Linked DNA regions of Mus musculus: regions 2 and 3 are each linked to region 1. The links are chromatin contacts, called in public Hi-C and HiChIP or PLAC-seq maps. All regions are on one chromosome and are shown on one strand. Each heading gives the region's core, a stretch centred on a gene start, on an enhancer-like site or on the middle of the called end of the contact. The rest is flanking DNA. Distances are from core to core; before and after follow the strand shown.

What was found. A called contact is a pair of places that touch in the nucleus more often than the background predicts. HiChIP or PLAC-seq counts read pairs in DNA pulled down with a chosen protein or histone mark.
Region 2: a Hi-C map of liver shows a contact between it and region 1, with 8 times the contacts expected there. The contact joins two enhancer-like sites. A contact is called at or near these places in 5 of 484 Hi-C or Micro-C datasets (all in liver) and 1 of 115 datasets of contacts at active chromatin or transcription factors (embryonic stem cells).
Region 3: a contact with region 1 is called in an H3K4me3 HiChIP or PLAC-seq map of embryonic forebrain, with 7 times the contacts expected there. The contact joins two enhancer-like sites. A contact is called at or near these places in 1 of 484 Hi-C or Micro-C datasets (embryonic stem cells), 10 of 115 datasets of contacts at active chromatin or transcription factors (the NIH/3T3 cell line, embryonic basal ganglia, embryonic forebrain and 6 more) and 1 of 9 other capture datasets (embryonic stem cells).

Annotation. Positions count from the first base shown.
Region 1 is chr11:113,142,878-113,147,549 of GRCm38.p6, forward strand. The region is part of intron 1 of 2610035D17Rik (RIKEN cDNA 2610035D17 gene); the gene reads right to left. The region is part of intron 1 of LOC115487747 (a long non-coding RNA gene); the gene reads right to left. Among named protein-coding and RNA genes, the nearest start is that of Gm39467, 11 kb to the left of the region's middle. Within about 2 kb of position 1,819, at least 94 of the 459 cell types and tissues checked have an H3K27ac peak or open chromatin away from gene starts, as enhancers often do. A contact at or near this core is called in embryonic basal ganglia, embryonic forebrain, liver and 1 more, where this site is marked.
Region 2 is chr11:112,730,230-112,734,901 of GRCm38.p6, forward strand. No RefSeq gene overlaps it. Among named protein-coding and RNA genes, the nearest start is that of BC006965, 21 kb to the left of the region's middle. Within about 2 kb of position 2,067, at least 5 of the 459 cell types and tissues checked have an H3K27ac peak or open chromatin away from gene starts, as enhancers often do. A contact at or near this core is called in liver, where this site is marked.
Region 3 is chr11:112,837,975-112,842,646 of GRCm38.p6, forward strand. No RefSeq gene overlaps it. Among named protein-coding and RNA genes, the nearest start is that of 1700012H19Rik, 15 kb to the left of the region's middle. Within about 2 kb of position 2,532, at least 39 of the 459 cell types and tissues checked have an H3K27ac peak or open chromatin away from gene starts, as enhancers often do. A contact at or near this core is called in embryonic basal ganglia, embryonic forebrain and stem cell-derived neural progenitor cells, where this site is marked.

The DNA of each region.
Region 1 (4,672 bases), core at 569-3,068:
CTCAGGTTCTCCTGCTGCACAGAGAGAGAGCTAGGCACCTCCCATATTTCCTGTAGAGTAGAGAAGAGAAGGGAAGGATCCACTGTGAAATATGAGACCCTTCCAGAGATAAATGCAAGGGTAGGCAAACCCAGTGAAGTAGCACAAGAATCTAAGAGTGCTGAAAGAGTCGGGCAGAGGGAGCACTGTGGGTGACTGCCAATCTTTCAAGTCTTCCCTGCCCCTCTCAGAGGATAAGTAGGGTGATTTACTTTCTGGGTTGTAAGCAGAGTGGAGGAGGGTGGGAGAGCTTCTATGCCAGATGATTCTGGAAGCAGCCTGCCCTCACCACCCAGGCCATCCCAGGGCAGATGACAGACGGTATGAGCTGTTGGGAGCTGTGAGGTGTTCAGCTCCTACGCCAGTCTTCTCCAGAAGGGGCTGAATTTGGGTGCCTATGTTCACAGTTTCCTTCGTGTGGACATAGTCCAGATGCCATAAAGGTTAGCCATAGTGTGGGCAGGTGTCATTCACTCAATAGCCCAAGAGCCTGCTGTCAACCAGACATTGGGGACACAATGTGGACTAAACCCAGTCACCTCCCCAGCATAGTGGTGGGGACCGATGTTGACTAAGCAAACATAATAAATATAGAAGTCCAAATTGGGATGCTCTTTCCAACTGTTGGCAATCTGCAGTATAAGGTAGCCAACAAACTCAAGACAGCCATGATGGAGCTGGACCCTGCCAAAGAAACTCTTGATCTGCCCTTGACTCTGGATAAGTTAAGCCTCTTTCTCGGCTACAAAATGGGTCACCAAAGAGACACACATTTCAGGAATTAGCTAACTGAAAAACCTCGATAACAGCTAGCTTGTGTTAGCAGAAGGAACTTCTGGACGTTAAGATGTTAAGTTGTTGAGGCTCAGAATGTCTCTTAGCACAGTCTAGAGACCCCCCACTCATCTCTTCCCCAGCAGCCAGACCTGGGCTTTCCTCATCTCTCAGGAGACTCTGATAGACTTCTTCCAGCTGACTCCAGCCAGAACCTCTGAGCACTGCCATTATTACAGTCCTGGGTCTCTTTAAGCAGCCACTGCCAGCACTGTGGGGGATTCGTGGTGATTCAGCCCTGGCCCAGTGAGCTGGACACACAATCGCTCAGCCAGGATATGGCCATGAGCCCACAAGCCGCTGCGAGGAGACAAAGCTGTTCTTGGGCCTTCTAAAGTTCCCCCTGACCCCTGCTGTGTTCGATGGGCAGGCATATTCTGTCCAGCCTCTATCCCCAAGGTGGACTAAGGCTGGCTTCACTCTCTTGGGGGCTTGAAGGCAAGACAATTGTTCCAGCAGAGAAATCAGACAACTGACAGAAAACAAAAACAAAAAAGAAAAAAGAAAGAAAACCAAGCATGTTTCCATCTCCCTTCACGAAGCTTATCTGTGCGGAGGCCCCGTCTCTGCTCATGTCCTCTTTGGATGGGGAGGAGGGGCAGCAAAGGGGCTTTATCAGACTCATTCAAATGTGCTGCTGGTCCTGGGAGCTCAGGAATACGGCTTTGAGGGCTGCCTGGCCAGTTTCCATCCTGTTTCCAAGCAACCTGACATGCAATCCATCCATCGGAACCTTATCACGGAGTCAGTGAGCCGGAAGGCGCTGAAGAGCTCTCTGCCCGGACTCCCTACACCAAAGCCTGAGGGGAGACTCCTGGAGATTGGAAAAGAAGGTACAGTCTTTGCCCAGGGCTCACAGTGACCCCAAGAATTAGAGAGTAAGACCAGGACTGGTGGTGCAGGCCAAGGGTCCTGGACGCTCAGGACGCTGTAGCACAGAGATCAAAAGATCAAGGTCTCTCTGGGCTGGAGTGAATTCAAGGCCAACCTGGGAACTTAGTGTGACCCTGTCCCAGGGACTGAAAATGGAAACTGGGCAGTAGCTAAGTGAGGAGAGGTTGTCTGGCATATGGTGAGCCCTACATTCAACCCCAGGTAATGGGAGAATGACACAAAAAAACAGGGAGAGAGGGCTGAAGGAGGGAGGGGGAAAGAGAGAGAGAGAGAGAAGGAAGGAGGGAAGAGAAAGAGAGGGAGAGAGGAAGGGGAGAGAGAGAGGAGGGAGAGAGAAGGAGGGGAAGAAGAGAGGAAATGGAGGGAGGGAAGGAAGGAGGGAGGGGACCTAGATTTGAGCAGAGCTGAGGCCAGGTAGCTCACTTCAGGACCCTGCCCACTTATTCGCCTTCTTGTTTCCCGGTGCAGTTCACACAAGGGTCTTGTAAGAATATGCTCTGGGAAGGAAGAGCAAGCATGTTAGATCTCCTTTTGCCTCTCTTGTAGCTATGACCACCCTTAAAATGCACAGGCAAAGATCTAACAGTGTTCCTTCAGTTTCCCCAAAGCAGAAAGCAAAGGGGTCCTTCACCTGTGTCTGTCACCAAGGCTACTTCTCATTTTGCTTGAAACGGCTGCAGTTCAAGACCTGTTGACATCCCATGTGCTGAAGCCCCTGAGCACAGTGCTGGCAGTGGCTGCTTTAAGAGTCCCAGGGTTGTAATAATGGCAGTGATCAGAGGTTTGGGCTGGAGTCAGCTGTGAACTCAGAGTCACAGTGTTCCAAGCCTGCTTCTCAGGAGGACCTTAGACAGAAAAGCCTGCCCTAAAAGTCAAACTGCACTAAACACCAACTGAGGATGGTTATTACTGTATATACACCACACAGCACCAATTCTGACTCGAAAATAAAGTGCACAGCATCCCCTTTTCTGATGAAAACTACACACATCTATACTCACAATGGCACAGAGATGCTATGAAAGAAATGGACAGCGTTTTGTTTTGAGTATGTGACACTTATTTTTTTAAATTTGAGAAAAAAATGAAAGCTCCCTCCTTTAGGATACAAAACGTGAGTTCAAAGAGCCAAGCAAGGCAATAACTGACCTCCTCTGGGTCCTTCCCCAGGAAGATGCTTGACCAAAAGGCCACTGAACACTGGCCAAGAATGGGCGCCACAGCTGGGCAGTGGGCCCCACCCAGAGGGCAGCCCACCCCCTCCCTTTACACCACAAGACACACAGGCCAAGGGCCAATGATCCCCAGGCATGAAACCAAATGAACAAAGAGGTTACACAACTCCGTAATCACATGAGAGCCAAGATGGGACCTGACATCATAAGACCACCAAAGTCTCCCCAGCCTTTAGTGTGAGCTCATAGGATAAATAAACAACCGTGATTAATCAGATTATAAATATATAACAATAAACAGCATAAACATAATAATCAACTTCTCAGAACCATACTTGAGTCCATAAAGTTAGCTTTCTGCCAACATACAAAGGGGCAAGAGGCTCAGGGGGACCTATGAATCCTTTTCTACTTTCTGGAACCCATTGCATGTCACCCAAGATTAATACACCTGTGGCCATGGCCCTGCAAGGTCAGCTTGGTGAAACTGAAACACGAGAGAATGTAAAATGGCTGTGGATTGGGACAAAGTCCAAAGACAGGATGGCAAAAGAAAAATGAGAAAAAAAAGAAAGAAGAAACAGGGCCACTTAGTTGCTGTTTTGGGTAGAAGCAAGACTTCCTCTTTGTCCCAGATCTGAGTCCTGAAAACTACAAATGTGCATCTAATTTAAAGACACGCTGAAGTCCTATGAACTTTCTAGAATTTTCCAAACGCTCAAAAATCATGGCAAACATCAACAGGGTAGAAGTGGAGGGTTCCATACTGATAATTTCTTGAGTCCAGATTTTACTGATAGCCAGTAGGTTGTACATATCCATATCACAGGTACCAGACCCAGTGACTGACTGCTGTTAGTGAACTCACCATGGCCCTGGAGGTGGATCACCCATCTTGTTCTGTGGGTGGAGATACCAACATCACAAAGCCAGGCGACTGTAGAGCCAGGACTCCAACCCCACACCCTAATGTTATACATGACTTTCACATGATATGTCAGGTTTGGAAACAGAACCTGGGAGGACAGTAACTGTGGGAAGAAGGAAAAGAGAGACCTGGCCGTTTCAGCAAATTAGGAATGACCTCGCTGAACACACGGAGGTGGGGGGGGGGACGACTCAGCCATTGACGGTGACACCAGGAGCTCATGCCAGGAATAAGGAGCTGCTGCCAGAGACAAGTTGAGTCACCCACCAGCTCCTACCAGTCGCCACACTGTTCCTTGGAAGACCTGGGTTTTGGAAGGCAAACATGGATGGCAGGACCTTGACGCTATCCTGCTCAGTAAGAGGAACACAGGGCACACAGCGATGCTGTGTGGCAAATCCATGCATGGCACAGACGAACAGTGCGGTGGTTGCTATGGGTGGGGCAGACTACCTGGTGAGGATGGGGACAAGGGCCTGATGGGTGTGCCCTTTCCTTTGGAATGGTATGTGTCTATGTCCAAACCCTTCAAAATTGCGTCTATCAAGTACATGCAACTTTTGCATAGCAATTATAGCTTAAGAAAGGCGACAGTGGTAAGAACTATACTATACTGTGAATGTCCTTATTGCAGCTGAATTATACTGTGCAAAATGGTTAAAACTGTTGATTTGATATTATATGCATTCTGCCACAGCTAAAAAGGAAGCAACTCTCTGTTAAAGAGCCTCTGACCTTGTTCAATCAAGCATGAGACGTATGCATGGAGCCAGGGCTCGGGCTCTGTGACCACTGGGCTCAG
Region 2 (4,672 bases), core at 817-3,316, 410 kb before region 1:
ACACACATACACATGCATGTACACACACACATACTCACACACCTGTACCACACACACACATGCACACATCTGCACCACACGCATACACATGCATGTGTATACAGACACACACACACACACCTGTACCACACACACACACCTATGCCACACGTACACATGCATGTACCCACATACTCACACACCTGTTACACACACACATGCACACATCTACACCACACACATACACATGCATGTACACACACGCATAAGACACCCCCAAAATACTTTTTGCTTCCAAGACCAGAAATCTGATTCACATGTATGACCCATATGTATACATGTTCAGATGCTGCAGTAGCTCAACATGCTGACTACTGTATCTAAAGCTATGACACTGGCATTAACCCCAGCCACTCATCAGTTCTAAGTTCCTTTCCCACCTGACCACTGCCTGCAGCCCCACCCCAGAACCTGGAAACTTCACAGCTGGATGAGGGGTCCAGCCATCTCCACCCACAGCTCTGCATTCTGCAATCTCTCCCTTCCCACACCAACCCACTCTCTGCCCCAAGCAAGAAGGCTATGCAAACGAAAGACAGGGCCTAGGAAACGCAGGTCCCAGTGACTCAGATGCCAACTCAAGGCCATACCTCTATGACCTGTAGACTTCCCATAATTCACCCTCTTCCTGATAGCAGCTGTCAGGGAGAATGACTGGCCTATCCTCTGCTGACCACAAATGTCCTGCATACCTGTCTTGAGTAGTAAGCCATTGTTTCCCAGATCCAAAACTTCCCAGACTCCCCTTTGGAGTACTAGGGGGAATTCTGAGCAGTGTTATTTTTCCTTGGTTGGCTGTTTTCTGATCAATTCTGACAACAAGGGACTGGGTAGTCACAGCGGGTGGAGATTGAAGGCAGGACAGGGGAGACCAGGGAAAGGCCCCTCTAGTTAAAGCTCTTGCTGGGCAAATGTTACCCAGAGTTTGCATACCCAGATCTACTGAAATGCTAGGATGTATGGTCCTCTCGAAGTCCCATTTTTACAAGGGGGTCGGGAGATCCTCAGAGCAAGCAGACAAATAAGATCTAACATATCAGGAAGCTCTGGGCTTTCCTGGGAGACTCTGCCTCAATGAATAAGGTAGACAGGAGGCAGAGGGTGATTCCCAACACCAACCTCAGGCCCTCTAACATGTGCATGTGCTCATGCATGTACATAAGCGAGCCCACATCCATGCAAAAGGATGTATACACAGGAACAATGCCTACACGTGAAAGACGAAGGAAGACATAGAATGCAGAAGGAAGAGTGTATTCCCTTCTCGACGTTTCCTTAGCAGTCCTACTGGCAACTCCTAAGCCCAGAACGTCGCCCCACGACAATAGGCAGAAGAAGCCTCCATCTCCCCGCACCATCTTCACGGTGATTTCTCAGAGTGGGGAGGGAGGGTTACAAGCTCCAGAGAGCAAGTGACTTCTGCCTCACAGGTGAGAACCACAGCTCTGAACCTCCCTCCAAAGCCCCAAGAGATGACACCAGCGGTCATGCAGATGGCCTCTCCACATCCCCGGAAATGTCTCCCCCAGGGATGTAGGAACTTTCCTAGGATGGTGTAGTTCCCAAGATCCCCAATGGCTCCTCTTGCTCCGTGGTTCTAGTGTGAAGTTCTCCCTGCAGTAGCCACCTCTGTGATCCCGTTGCTACCAGTTCAGTCTCTCAGCCAGCCAGCACTCCAACCAATTCCCTCCACCAAGCTCTCACTAATGAAATGATTAGAGTTGGTTTGGGTTTTACTGCCTGAACCCCTCCACTTGTTAGTCTATCTAAAATAGCCTCTTGTGCCTGTCACCTGGCGGAGAAACCTGAGGATGGTCTCACCGTCACCACAGGATCAAGGATCGTCCTGGGTTGGTCTAATTTCCACAGGCCCTGCCTTTACCAATTGCACCAGAGATGCTGTAGATTTGTGAAAGGGTCACACCTTGGCAGGAAGAGGTTTGAATCCGCCACTTCCTGTATTGATAAGAGGACCATCACCTCCTGTGTAGTGTTCATTTTTGATGTTGCAATGGCATGTTGGTCAGTGTCTCTGCTGAGAGATGTGTGTGTTGGGAAAGGTGAAGGAAGGGAAGAAAACAAGGTGAGGATGATGTACAGTGAGACAAAGAGACGAAGAATGCCTTTTTTTATATATATAAAAGACAGTTGGAGTCATGCCAGAGTGTTATATTCCTGTGAAGAATGGCTAGGTCGGGAAGAACCTTGGTGGATTAGCGGAAAGTGGGGGTGGAGAAAGAGGCGGCACCATCATTGGCTAAAATTGGCCCCAGACAGATTTCCTGATTGTTCTGCCAATTGGTTTTGCAATAAATTGGAGGCAATCTGGCAAAACATTCAAGCAGGGCATGGAGAGTGTGCCGGGACCAAAATAAGCAACTGTGAAGAACTTGGCAGCTTCTCATTGGCTGTCTCAGAAGTGAGTAACGAGACACCGAGTTGAGAGCTACTTCTCTTGCATGCTTGATATGCTGAAAATTATAAGATGACAAGCTTTGTCCGTAAAAATGAGAGAGACATCTACTAGCTTTGTAGAGAAATGTGACCTGTATGACAGACGCACTTTCAGTGGTGAATGAGTGAGTTTATGAAGTATCTAGCAAGCAGGAGTAAAAGAGTAAATAACAAAATAGCAGATAGAGAGAAGCGACGTCAAATCATCAGGTCCTCGCAACACCCGGCCGAGAAAACTGGAGTAATCCCAACCAAGAGAGCCAAAAGGTAACCTTGTCAAACGGGCAACTTAGGAAGGTCCAGCAGACGCTGACTTGGGAAACCCCGCTGAACTGGCAAACTAAAGAATCCAGAGAATCCTGGATGGAGAAGGGTGTCCCCTTGGTTGTGTCCCAGTGGAAGAAGAAGTGGTAGGAGAAAGATAACATTATCACATTGATCACTCGACAGTTACCAAGCAGAAGTGGGCTGGGGAGGCTGAGATTGTCAGCTGGAGCCAGCCCCACCTGAGAGAGTCCCAAGCAGAGAGCCCAGTCTATCCTGTCTGTGGCTGAGCTTCTGGCTCCTCTACCCCATTGCAGGCATTTTATAACATACAACAACAGCCACAGCCACTGTTTGCAGTGCTTTTCCTCCTGGCATCTCTCAAAGGCACCGTGTTTCAATAGTCACTGCTTGGTATTTTATTTCTCCTCTTGATTACATAGCCAGGGAGGTAGCCTGACTCAGGACAAGAAGTTTTGAAGAACACTTGATATAAGCATGGTTGGCTCTGAAGGGAGGTGGGGAGAGTCCCCAATTCCTGAGCCATCGTCTCCATCAGCTCAAACAGCATGTGACAGTTTACCAATGTAACATACGTTGCAAATAGGGAGTCCACTTATGAAACACAAGATCTGAACAAAAAGATGGAGAATAAAGTCAAATGTTTACGATGGCATAACATAATGTCAATGTATTGACGTAAAAGGACTTAGCACACAAAATTCTACCTAGCAACTTTTAAATCTGGTAGAAACTAGCAAGGTTTTTTGGGGTTTGATTTTGGTGTTTGTTTGTTTGTTTGTTTGTTTGTTTGTTTTTGTGTGTGTGGTTTTTGTTTTGTGTTTTTTTGAGATGCCCATTTTCTTGGATTACTATCCCTGAACACATAGAGATTCTAAACAGCTTAAGCGCCATGAACCCTTTTGAGAATTTGATGATGCCTATGTGTAAGTTCAAAAGCACAGGATTATGAAGACGGAGGATGCTGGCATTCAGTTGCACAAATATCTAGAAAATAAAGTTGAGCTGCTTAGCATGGTTTCACCATTAATATTAATCCAGATAATAAGCTCCTTCCTTTCAATCAGGCTCCTTTGACCGTTTCCCAATGTAGTGCCATGCTGTCCACTACAACGTTCACACTGGCGTTCACACCTGAGAACTGCAGAGTTGAGGTGTGCACACATACGCGCACGTGAGCACACAGAGTTATAAGCACACCTACGGTTTTGTGGGGGCCACATCCATAGCCCTCCTCAGCCGTCTGCAGCTCATGGGTTGCAGATTCAACACACTTGCTATGAAGCAAAATCTAGACTTCTGGACAAGACGTTGGGAAGTAGAGTTATTAAAACAGGAGTGTGCCAGCCATGCGTAACTTCACTCAGCTTGGACAGTGTGGGCCAACCAGTGTCTAAGGAGGAAAACACTTGAAAGGCTGGAACACAGAAGCAGCAAATCAGAGCAATGAGGACAGATGCTTGGAGCTCACCAGTTCACTCATGGGCATGTTTCAGTAACCTAAGAATATAATTTGTCCATTTCAACTCTTCTTGTTGTTTTGGTAACATATCTCTTTCCTAGTTAAAATATCCATTTATGAGGCAGTCTTATGAAAAATATTAAGTTGTCTCAATGTAAGGAGAAAACTTTTTTAAAAATCTCCTGGAAATGTCTGGGGCAATGAGATGGTTCAGTGGGTAAATGGCTCTGTCACCAGGATGCTCAGGACCTAGGTGGAAGGAAAGGAGTGACTTCTCCAGCTTATCTTCTGTTTTTTTCACAGACCTGACATAGAATGTCGATAAGCATGTTCTCTCTCTCTCTCTCTCTCTCTCTCTCTCTCTCTCTCTCTCTCTCTCTCTCTTTCTCTCTCTCTCTCTCTCACACACACACATACACAAATAGATAGGTA
Region 3 (4,672 bases), core at 1,282-3,781, 300 kb before region 1:
TGACAGCTATGTGGAAGTCGAGGACTCTGGAAGGAAGCAGGCTTCAAGGTTTTGCTATCCCCTACTGCTGTCCCCAAACTGCCTACACACACACTTCTTTGCCTACAGAAGACTCCCTCCCCATGACTTCCAGGAGTTTCAAAGACCCCACACTTCACTAGAGCAGGTGGCTTCGTGAAACAGTGGGTGGCATGTCAGGGCTGGGTTGGGTTCTGGTGCGAACATAGTGTGTGCTCTGAGATCTAGACTTACATCAACTCTAGCACCCTTCTCAGTAGCCCCCATCATGTGCCCAAGACACCACTCTTCCTAAGGACAGCCAAGTGTCTTGAGTTCTGAGGTCAGCCTTGGAATCCATGTTAAAAGGGATTGGAGTAGAGAAGATGGCCCAACGGCTAAATCCCTTGCTGCACAAGTAAGAGAGGCTCCTGATTTTGGATCCCCACAACTCAAAACAATGCTGGGGGTGGGGGTGGGGTGTTGGACCTGCCATGACTGAAGCAGACCAGGATCCCTGTAGCTATCAGGTTAGTGAAACTATAAGACTCTGGTGAGCCTTAGCTTACTGAGTGAACCCCTGAGTGAACCCTGCAGAGCCGGGAACTGATACAAAAAGCAAGAGGAATTTATTGTTCCAGTGAACTGGGGTCATCCCAGACCCGAAGGAGAGGCGGCGACCCCCAGCGGCCTGTTCAGCCAGTTTTTATATGGTTTCCAGGGGCAGAATAGAGCATCAGCAACTAGGCATGACATGATTGGTGGAACAGTGCGTCCTTTAAGCTGACTAGTCTTTAGGGAATGAGGCAGTAAGAGTTTACTCAGCCTCTTCCTTTGGGCCTATGTGCTCTCTGACCCGTCTCTTCCAGGAGGGGAGGGGTCCGATGGAATTTTCCAACAGCTCTGAGTTGACCTCTTCAAAACCATTTGATCAGCAAGCTCTGGGTTTGACTGACAAACCCTGCCTCCAATGGAGGTGAAAGGCTGATAAAAGATTCCTGACATCAACCTTGGGCCTCCACACACACATGCACACATTGGCGTACACACCCATGTGAGCATGCATACACACATTTACACGCACATGCAAAGAGGTAATAAAAAGGCTGGTACTGATCATTCTAGTCATGAGGAGAGGAGAGAGGTGGATCCAGGCCATTAAGAGACCCTGTCTCAATTAAAAACAACAACAAAAAGCAACACCTGAAGGACAATATCATACCATCTAGCTTCCATATGTACATTACCACATACAACACCCTTCCAGCACACACTGATAATGGGATTCCTTGACTAATAGAATCATCAAACTACTTAAGATAGACAGTGAGATATAACGGTATAGATAATTGGTTAAAAAAAAAATTCTGCCCTTTGTTCTCTTTGTGGCTGCTTTAAATGAGTTTAAAAACAGGATTTAACAGCTATTGATTCTTACCAACCTAGGCCTTCCTACCTCACGGCCATAATAAAACACCTCCCTATTTATTTTCTGGTTCGTCATTATCACTATCTGTAGGCACATCATTCGTACACATCCCTGTCTCAGTTTGTCCGTTTCTTCCATTAAGATGGAAGGTCATAAGGGCAGAACCCTCTCCTACTAGATCCCCAGTGATGAGAGGCTAGGTTGGCATACAGTCGGCGCCTAATACCTGTTTGTCGAATTAATAATTAAGAGATTACCCAGAACTGGAAATCTCACAAGATCTCATGAATTCTTCAGGGACCATCGCTTGACTTTTTTTTCCACTTACTTCCTTGCGACCCACTGTGGTTCTTGGCACTTAGTAGGACCTCAGTAAATACAGTCATTGAGTTGAATGTCACGAAGGAGCCTTCAGGGATGCCATGTCCTACTTTTAAAAAGCTCTTTAGGAGAGGACAAAGGCATAGAAGATACTGTCGGGGACCCAGGATTCCAGCTTGGCAGGATAGAGACAAAGAGTTCAATGGGTTCATTTGCATTTTGTTTTGCATAAATATGCAAGCTGAGTGGCTGAGCCCGAGTCTCCAAAGATGTCAAATGGCAACTGGCTGTGTTTTCAAATAGGATATTCAGTTCTTATTACACAGAGGATTCCCACCCCAAAGAGGTTGCTACTTCTGTCCTTGTTTTGGTGAGACACCACCCCTACCCTCCCACCCCCTCACCCCCCCACCCCCGATCTCCTCTAAACCAGTGTCCCTAGAGAGAGCTTTTCCTGTTGCTGACCATCTCCCCACACTCACTCCCTGCAGAAACCTCCGCCAGCCGGTTTAAGGTGTGGTGGACTCTAGAGAGGGCCCTGTTGACAGAGCTTAAAACAACCTCCCTTTTCACCCTTAGGCTCCACAGACGCAAAGAGCCAAGTTGGGACAGCGACTTTGTCCTGGCTGAGGCTGCAGGTGCAGGAGTTTCAAAAACACAAAATGACGCTTAAATAAAAAAAAAACAAAAAAAAACAAAACAAAACAAAACCCCTCCTCTTTACTGAAGCAGGTCCCAGTGCTGGGAAGCTTGGGGTTTCCCCCCTTCAGTTAATCCAGTCGCCCTGATTTGCATGGGATTTGCATAAACAGCACGTCGTATTCAAATAGCCCTCACTTCAAGGGCCAAGATTAAGGTTGAGGATTTGTCCCACCCGCAGTAGTTTTGTTCAACCTCTACTGCTTAGAAGCTCGGACACCTAAAATAGCTCTTTATATACTGGTCCAAGTGAAAAAGATACATAAGAGGGGATGCAGAGCCCTGGCAGAGAGGCGGGCCTATCCACCGCCCCAGTCTCGCTCTCTCCCAGGACGGGAAGTGGAACGCAAAGTTATTTTCAGACCACTCCCAGTTCTGGAATTCTCTATAAATCTCTGCTGGATGCCAGGTACCTAAGGGTAGGCCTCTCACCAAATACTGGGAGGATGCTACAAGCAAGATACAGTAGGAGCCAGAGTTAGCTTGTGCTAATATTTGTTGAAGGTGTTTCTAAGGCACTGACGAAGAAAGCAGATGAGACCAGACTAGGTAGAACTGGGCAGAGAGAAGAATGTCTGTCCAATTCCTAACTAATGTTGCAACCCTTTAATACAGTTTCCCCCAATCATAAAATTATTTTTGTTGCTACTTCATAACTGTAATTTCACTACTGTTATGAATCGCAATGTAAAGAACTGATTTGCAGGATAGTTGATATCCAACCCCTGTCATTTGATTTCAAGGTAGTCGCAGCGCACAGGATGAGAAACACCAGATAGATAGTGACCAGCCCTTTATGGAATGCATGGGTCATAGGAGATCCCTTTCCGTCCAGACCTGACAGGAGGCTAGACTGGAGAGAGAGGGAAGGGACAGATCCTAAGACCCTTGGAGCCTGGTTGGCTTCTGAAACTGCCCATCTCTGCTCCTTTACCAAACTACCTGGGTCATTTCCCTGTATCTGGGCTTTGTGATGAAGAGGGCAGAAAACCAGAGCATGATGATACACTGGTAAACTCAGAATTTGGGTCTAGTGCCAATTCCAACTCTTGAAAGCTGAGAACTCTACGCCAGTATTAAACTCCTTCGTTTGTTTTATATTCCTCATGAAGCTTAGACTTTTAACACTAGTTTAGTGGATCAACTCTAGAACCCTGATGCTTGGGAGGACTTGATGGCTGAGAGTACAGCCAGGATGAAGAGTATGAACTTGAAACAGTGAGTCTTCATCTCAGAAGACAAAGCAAAATTCTGTGTGGGTTACCCTTGTAAGCCAGTCAAGAATGAGAAAGAACATCACTTGATGCTAAGGGAGGCTGGAGGGAAGCAGGGTTTACCGCTCTGGTTTTAAAGCATCCGGGTCCACAGTTTTATATTTATGTCTGGACTCTCCTAACACATCTTAGGACTGATTTGGTTTTCATCTTTTCTTTCCCATTGTCTTTCACAGGAGTTGAGACACAAGGCACTAGAGATTTCTGGAACCTGCTTGCCTATAGACAGCACCCCAGCCATGGGATGGCTGCACAACCCCAGCTCCTGTGTAGAGACAGAGACCCAGGGAGATGTCACCACTTGCTACCTCAAAGAGTAAGGGAACCGCAGCCTCTCTAAAAGGAGGGCTTTTCTCAGTTCCAGCATGTAGGAGTTTGAGGTTGGAGGATGGTGAGTTTGAGGTGGATAGAGGCTATAACAAAACACTACCTCAAAAATAAAAAAAGATCTTCTCAACGGGAAGGGCATGTTTGGCTTTCCAGAGTCTTAAAATGGACAGGAACCAAACATCTTTTAACACTGTGGACATAACTGATGCTAACTACCTCTGAGGCTCAGGTGGCGTGGATGTCTGGCGGGTATGTTTAAGTCTAGACTGTTTTTAAGACCCTTGGTTCCTCCTGCACACCATATCTCTGTATTCTTTCTCTCTCTCTCTCTCTCTCTCTCTCTCTCTCTCTCTCTCTCTCTCTCTCTCTCTCAACGGTCCTGGGAATTGAACCCAGATTGTTGCATGTGCTAGTCAGGTGCTCTGTCAGTGCGCTAAATCTCAGTTACCTCTTTTCCATTTCTTTTTCAAATTTCATCCCAGAGCCTGCAAAGATCAAACCTTAGAGAACTTTCTGGCAATAAGTGGCTTCGCTGGACACTAGGGTTTCTCCAAATCCCTGGGACTCCACTGAGGGATGGAAAAACGCATTAGAGGAGACCCCGGAGCAGCACCGGCCACTT